2 separate regions of the Zea mays genome follow, and region 1 is linked to region 2. Evidence: chromatin contacts called from public Hi-C data. All regions are on one chromosome and are shown on one strand. The core of a region is the stretch at or near the end of the contact, and the rest is flanking DNA. Distances in the headings are between cores, read along the strand shown.

Evidence for each region. Hi-C and Micro-C count contacts between places; a contact is called where the count stands out from the background.
Region 1: a Hi-C map of tassel shows a contact between it and region 2, with 4 times the contacts expected there. The contact joins the promoter of LOC100273103 here to the promoter of LOC100383604 in region 2. A contact is called at or near these places in 2 of 25 Hi-C or Micro-C datasets (ear and tassel).

What each region holds. Positions count from the first base shown.
Region 1 is chr6:99,391,474-99,394,750 of Zm-B73-REFERENCE-NAM-5.0, forward strand. It overlaps LOC100273103, which reads left to right and starts at 1,848. Exons shown (of 10, transcript NM_001360206.1): 1 at 1,848-2,181. The coding sequence starts at 1,971. It also overlaps the pseudogene LOC109940478.
Region 2 is chr6:98,853,878-98,857,374 of Zm-B73-REFERENCE-NAM-5.0, forward strand. LOC100383604 reads right to left here and starts at 2,030. Exons shown (of 4, transcript NM_001176252.1): 1 at 1,832-2,030.

The sequences.
Region 1 (3,277 bases), core at 598-3,097, 540 kb after region 2:
TGGAGGCATGGGGAGGTTCGCGGCGGAGTGGATCTACAGGCAGGAGGGGTTGCGACGGCCCACGAGGCGGGAGGAGGAGTTCTTGGGCGATGGAGGCGGAGGTTGTTGAGAGCGGACGCAGCGGGTGGTGGTGGCGAGAGATTCACGTGCATGCTGCTGCTGGCGGCGATGCGCATCGGGGAGGGAGGTCGGTTGGCGGATCAGATGGCGGGGGATTCGCCGCGGGCGGGAGGGAATCGCAGTGGGGGGCGAGCGGGGCGTGCGTGCGCCTGATCCGCGGGCGGGGGCAGTCTACACTGTGCCCTTAATAGTTAGTAGAGATAATAATTATATTTAAATAAATATCCCAATATCCTCGTCCTAGTATATAAGGCATATCAGCTCTAGTTCAAATACAAAATATATATATTTAATTCTCTATATACCATTGCATCGATGTACATATACATAGAGAGAGCTTATGAGACAAGAACAAAAAGTGGTTACACCTTATATTATAAGACCAAGTGAGTATATAACAACCGTAACAAAGTACAATTATGCTAATATAGATATAGGAGGAGAGAGAACACTCAAATATCACATGAGTAGGATATAGAGAGAGAAATATAGAGTATACCGTTGCACATAGTTTAAGAGAGGAGCTTTTACTAGCACCGTTCCTTCTAAATGTTGTTGTAATCGTTGTCGATGATCTCTCAAAAGTTGAGCCGTCAAGTTTATTTTTTTAAAAAAATACCAATTACTTGTTGGATACAAATACGCGCCATACAAATAATTTTTTGCATAAATCGAAATAGACGAACATTATCAAATATATCCACCAATCTTCTAACCAAATAAAAGATAAAAAATATTTTTAAAACCACTTCGAATGGGGACAGAGAGATAATTTGGATTGTTTTTAGCGACCGGAAGCTGTTTTTTAGTTACAAGAAGCAAATCAAACTAAGGGCTTGTTCGTTTCTATCGGATTGCACCCGGAATCGTTCCAGCTAATCAAAGTTTATATAAATTAGAGAAGCAATCCGGGTAGGAATTGTTTCGACCCACCAATCCGACACAAACGAACAAGGCCTAAGGCTTTCTCAAGGAATGCGAGCGTGTGAACAAGAGCGCATGTGGATGCACAAGTAGAGACGAGAAGAAGAGGCAATTTTGTGGATTTAGGGTACCAGAAAGGCCATCATATTTTCCACGTTTGTATATGCACTCTGCTGAAACCGTCTATAGTTACTTTTGGTATTATATTTTACACATCCACGTCTATCTAGGGTTGTTTTGTAGATAAAGGAATTATAGGGATTGGAGGCTTGTTTGTGATTTGAGGGATCGAACGATTTGAGAAGCTAAAATCTTTTTGTTATTCAAAATTAAATAATATAATGATTTTAATTCCTTTAATCCTCTGCTCTCATCCAAACGGGGGAATAAAATTCTTTCCTACTCATTCATCTCCAATTTTCTTATCACCAAAAGATCCTTCGGTCCCTTCCCATTACCTTGCTTCTGAGAGCATCTTTAACAGTGACTTAAATTAGTGTCGTATCTTGAAATGTAGGATTCAATTAAAAAAAACACAGCTCCAACAAACATATTTTACGTTTTTATAAAAAATATATGACACATAATGAAGTAACCTAAACATACTACACGTACAAGTGTCTTATTTTTGTTTCTACATTATTCTCAACATTTTTTTCTTAATAATGTAATCTACTTTTTTAAAATACGTAGTTGTTTAAACATTTTAAATGATATAATTTTTTAATTTTTAGAACAATATTTTGAATCACGAACCCTAATGGGTAGAATGGGACTTCCATGGACGGATGGGCCGCCTATAGGCCCTTCCGGCCTTCCCTGTTGCCCTCCCATTTTCCCTGTGTCATTCGTTGTCTTCGGTTCATCCTCTCGGCCGCCGTCTGGACTGTAGCAAGCGGTGCTGCTGTCCGCCGCGCTCCGGAGCCATGCGGGAGGGGATGAAGGAGAGGGACAGAGGTGGGAGCCCAGATGCCTCGGGCCCTCCTCCCTTCCGCGGCCCGGCGTACAAGACGAAGCTGTGCGCTTTATGGAGAGGCAGGGGCGGCTGCCCCCGCCCCAACTGCGGGTTCGCCCACGGCGAGGCTGAGCTCCGGAGGCCGCCCCCTCGCGCCTCCTTCCAGCCTCGCCCTCGGCCTGGTATGCACCACGCGCACCTCCATCCGTCTCTCCCTCTCGCTCCCATTCTCGATCTGCGCGTAGTTTGTCGTTTTAGGTTTTGCATCGCCTTACCGTATGCTTCTGGGTTTTGCCGTACCCAAATTGTTGTCGATTCCATGCCAATCTGTCGGATTAAGTTATTTGGACGTTTCATCCGAGCAAGAGAAACCAGCGCGCTCTTCTTCAAAGAGATGCATCTTCTGCCTGCTTGTCCATCTTGTTATTGGGATGATTGGTTGATGAGTAGAGGCTCCAAAGTGGTGCAGCAAACCGGCAATGTGATCCGAATCATATGTTCTCAGGAGAAGAGCTAGCAGACAGGGAAGATAGTTGCAACTGCAAGAATTATATAATGATAACAACTTGCAAGTGCATCCTTGGAGGATGTACAAATGGGGGATGCAGATGTTAATAGCTGACAGTTCTGGGAGGCTTTATAGTTTGTACTCGTGGTTGAGAAGAATCTACACTTCAATTGCATAGCAATATGATGGTTTGACACCTGAATCTTTTCTCAGTTCGTGTTATCTCATTTTTTTGTCTTCTGGTGCATATACACCACGATTCCTGTGTGGTGGTACTTAAACTGAGTGCTTGCTGTTGCAGAACACAAAAAAAAACATCAACAAGCCTGATTTCATTGCAGATAATCTTGGCATTGCTGCTTATTATTTTGATTTTACAATTGTGTCTCATGGGCAGATTTATTGAGACTGAGAATTTGAGATTGACTGCTTCCAGAGGATGACACATCCTATTTCTATCCTGGCCTTCTTTTCAGTTGACAATTGGTCATTTATGTTCAATTGAATGCTTAACCCGCCTCAGAAGAACATAATATGGAAGATATCATACATTGTATCTTGATGAGATTCATGCTATGGTCAGTGAGCCTTAATAATGCTGTTAGAAGCTTTTGCAACTAATTGAAACACGTCATTTGAATATAATGCATAAAGCTATATCCGTGGCTTTATTGTTACCTGCCCTTCAAGTATCATCTTTGAACAATTTTTTTGGCAGTCATATGGATAACATCTGACCAAGTGAAATTAAATTTATTTGCTGCTATTGG
Region 2 (3,497 bases), core at 780-3,279:
TGAGAAATTTCGGTTACAATGTCACACACGCACACATATTGGAGCTTTCGGAACTGTAAACAGATTAGCGTTCCTCCATAATCTGCATTTTTCTTTCTTGTAATGGTGTACAGTTGGAACACAAGTATGAGAGTCTGCTAGGAGCAATAAGTCATTCACCCCCAACTGATACCACCTGGTGTAAGGCTATCTCCAGCAGATTTCCTATCTCATCCCCTATTTCAAACTTCTCTCTGCAAACAGTGTTAAACGGTGTCATCTACAGACTACAGTTCCGCATCCCCTATTTTACACACTCTACTGGAGCAATGTTTTCAGATCGGCTGATCGCTCCTGATCGCCAGAGGGGCGATCAGCCGACAAATCACGATTAGTCGACGACCAGTCCGATGATTAACCGGGCTCTGATCGGTCAATCAGACATCTTGATCGTTCAGGGCTATAGGAACCAATCAACCTTCATATATATAACTACACGCCCATGGACATGGCTTCAGGTTCAAGCTTTCAACAAGGCAAACAGCCATTCGTGATACGCCCATGGGCATGGGCAGCAACAGGCCAACAGCCATACTACAGCATGAAGCAAATAATCACTGGAAGGATTCAGGCTTTCAACATCTAAGTAAAACTGAAAACCAACAAACATGGACATGGGCTGATGGGCAGCAACAGGCCAACAGCCATATGCATTCTTTTTCGTGTCCAGTGATATTATAGTTAATCATGATTCAACTGAGCTGACAGTTTATGCCATCGTTGGTTGCAACAATTGTAGGTTCTGTATTTTGAAGATTTTGTACCTTGTCAGATATCACAGTCCTCTTTTGATGTGTTGATGAGCACAGGCTGGCAAAGCTATGGTTTCAAGTTAAAAGGAAGTTTGCTGGGTGATGAAGGAAATGCTTTTCTTGAGTGGGATAACATGACATTTGCTCGTATTGATATTGCTATTCACACTTACCATGAATGATATCCCGTTTTCACACTGTGCACTGCATACTCTTTTGGTCATTCACAGGCCTTTTTTCCCAATGAAAGCTTCAATTTATATGTAGAAGGTGGATTTTCTGTCGATCCTTGATTTTCTCTAGCCACTGCTATGCAAGAACAGCAGGGATCTCAACAAGAAAGATACCTTGTGAGGAAGGCACTCAAGTCTGCTCTATCTCACTTGAAAGCAGACCATGCAGGAGATTTTCTTAGTTGCCATGGCCAGAGAGTATGTGCCTTCTACATATTTTTTTTTAGTTTTTTTACTACTACCACTCCCTGTCCCAAACTATAGGCCGCTTTGGTTTTTCTAGTTATATAGCTTTGTTGTGAACTCTGTCACTTTCATTCAAATTGTGAATCCCAGTTCTGTGCATTTTGGGCTGCTCGAGACCTGTATTATAGAGTTGCAGCTTCCTAGGCTCAAACCAATGTTTCCAGATCGGCTGATCGCTCCTCATGATTAGTCGAGGACCAGCCCGATTAACCGGGCTCTGATCGGTCAATCAGAAATCCTGATCGTCCAGGGCTATAGGAACCGATCAACCTTCATATATATAACTACACGCCCATGGACATGGCTTCAGGTTCAGGCTTTCAACAAGGCAAACAGCCATACGTGATACGCCCATGGACATGGGCAGCAACAGGCTGACAGCCATACTACAACATGAAGCGAATAATCACTGGAAGGTTTCAGGCTTTCAGCATCTAAGTAAAACTGAAAACCAACAAACATGGACATGGGCAGCAACAGGCCAACAGCTATACGCCCATACCTACAGAGCACACCAGAAAAAAGGGACAAGCTCTGGATTCTGGAGACTGGAGACCGTACCTGCAGGACGGCTGCTGGCGCCGCCGCGCCGGGGATGGAGGAGGGGCCGAGGGGGACGATGCCGCCGTATCCCCCGTCACCGGTAGCGCGACGCCGTCACCGGTAGCGCGACGCCGTCACCTGTTCCGCTAGGGTTCCTCCCTCGGCAGCTGGTTGCCTGGTTCGTGTCGTGTATGCCTGGGCGTTGCTTTATGTTGGCTCTTGGTTGTGCTTGTGCAGCTTCTGCTCACGTGGGAATTGGAAAAAAAGGAAGCTGGGCTGGGTCGCTGGACAAGTGAAGTGGGCCATTGGGCCGAAATTTCAATCCATCCAGCCAGGCTGATCGTTTCTAAATTAATCGGACGATCAAGCCTGATCGCGTCATTACCCTTGATCGGCACTGGCGATCAGTCGATGAATCGCCGATTAATCGTGACTAATCGAACGTTCTGAAAACACTATACTGGAGACAATCTAAGATTCCATGCTTTTTTAAGCTGAACTTATACCCGCAGGAAATGGTAGGTTTGCTTTTTGGGGCATGGAGGTCTTTTATGATTAGTCCTATGGTGTACATTGTTTGACTTCGATTAATCGTTTAAATGTATTTGGAACTCTAGATGTACATAAGCTCTAAGTTCTTGAAAGCGTGACTTTCAGAGCCCAGTGGTATATTGGTGCACCATGAATACCATCATATGCCATGAAACATGACAGCATCCTTATGTTAAGCAATTCCAACATATTATTTCCTGTCAAGCTTATGAGAACATCTACCTGTTTTTTTAATATGAGAACTTGATTTGGGTGACCAAGGCAACTTGTTGATTGAATAAAGAAATGGCCATATGAAATGAAATTAATGAGAAACAAAAAGTGAAAGGGAAATAGGGTCAAACATTTTCCTATAAATAAATTTGGTGGTTGAAATGCCCAACATAAATATTGGACTAACTAGTTTGCTCTATATTATATGTTCTACAGGTGCATAAAGGTTCAACACAAACCAATAGAAGATTAAAGATAGGGTTCAAATTCAAAGGAGCAAGAACCTTGAGACTGCCCTGGTCTGGCGCACCGGACTGTCCAGTGTGTCACCGGACAGTGTCCGGTGCACCAGGTCTGTACCAGAGTGAACTCGGCACTCTCGGGTTTTTCCAGCGCTGCTCCGCTATAATTTACCGGACTGTCTGGTGTGCCACCGGACTGTCCAGTGCACCAGCGAAGCAATGGCTCTTCGGCGCAATGGTCGACTGCAAAAGCCGCTGACTCCGCGAACAGTGGTGAACAGTACGCGCAGAGTCAGAGCGCAGAAGTCAGAGGGGCACCGGACTGTGAACAGTGTCTGTCCGGTGTGACACCGGACTGTCCGGTGCCGCATGAAGACAAAGCTCCAACGGTCGTCTGCTCCAGAACCCTAACGGTTGGGTGACGTGGCTGGCGCACCGGATAGTCCGGTAGCGCGCATCGACAACAGCCTACCCCAACGATTGTTTTGGTGGGTGAGGGCTATAAATACCCCTCAACCACCACCACTCCAACCATCCAATCATTCAGCACTCCTCATTCAATAGAAGAGCAAAGTGCAATACTCCAAGACATAAATCAAAGCCACCGATCCAATCAAAGTCCCCAATTCAATTCTAGTGCTTTAGGACTTGTGAGAGGATCGTTCTTATGTTTCTTT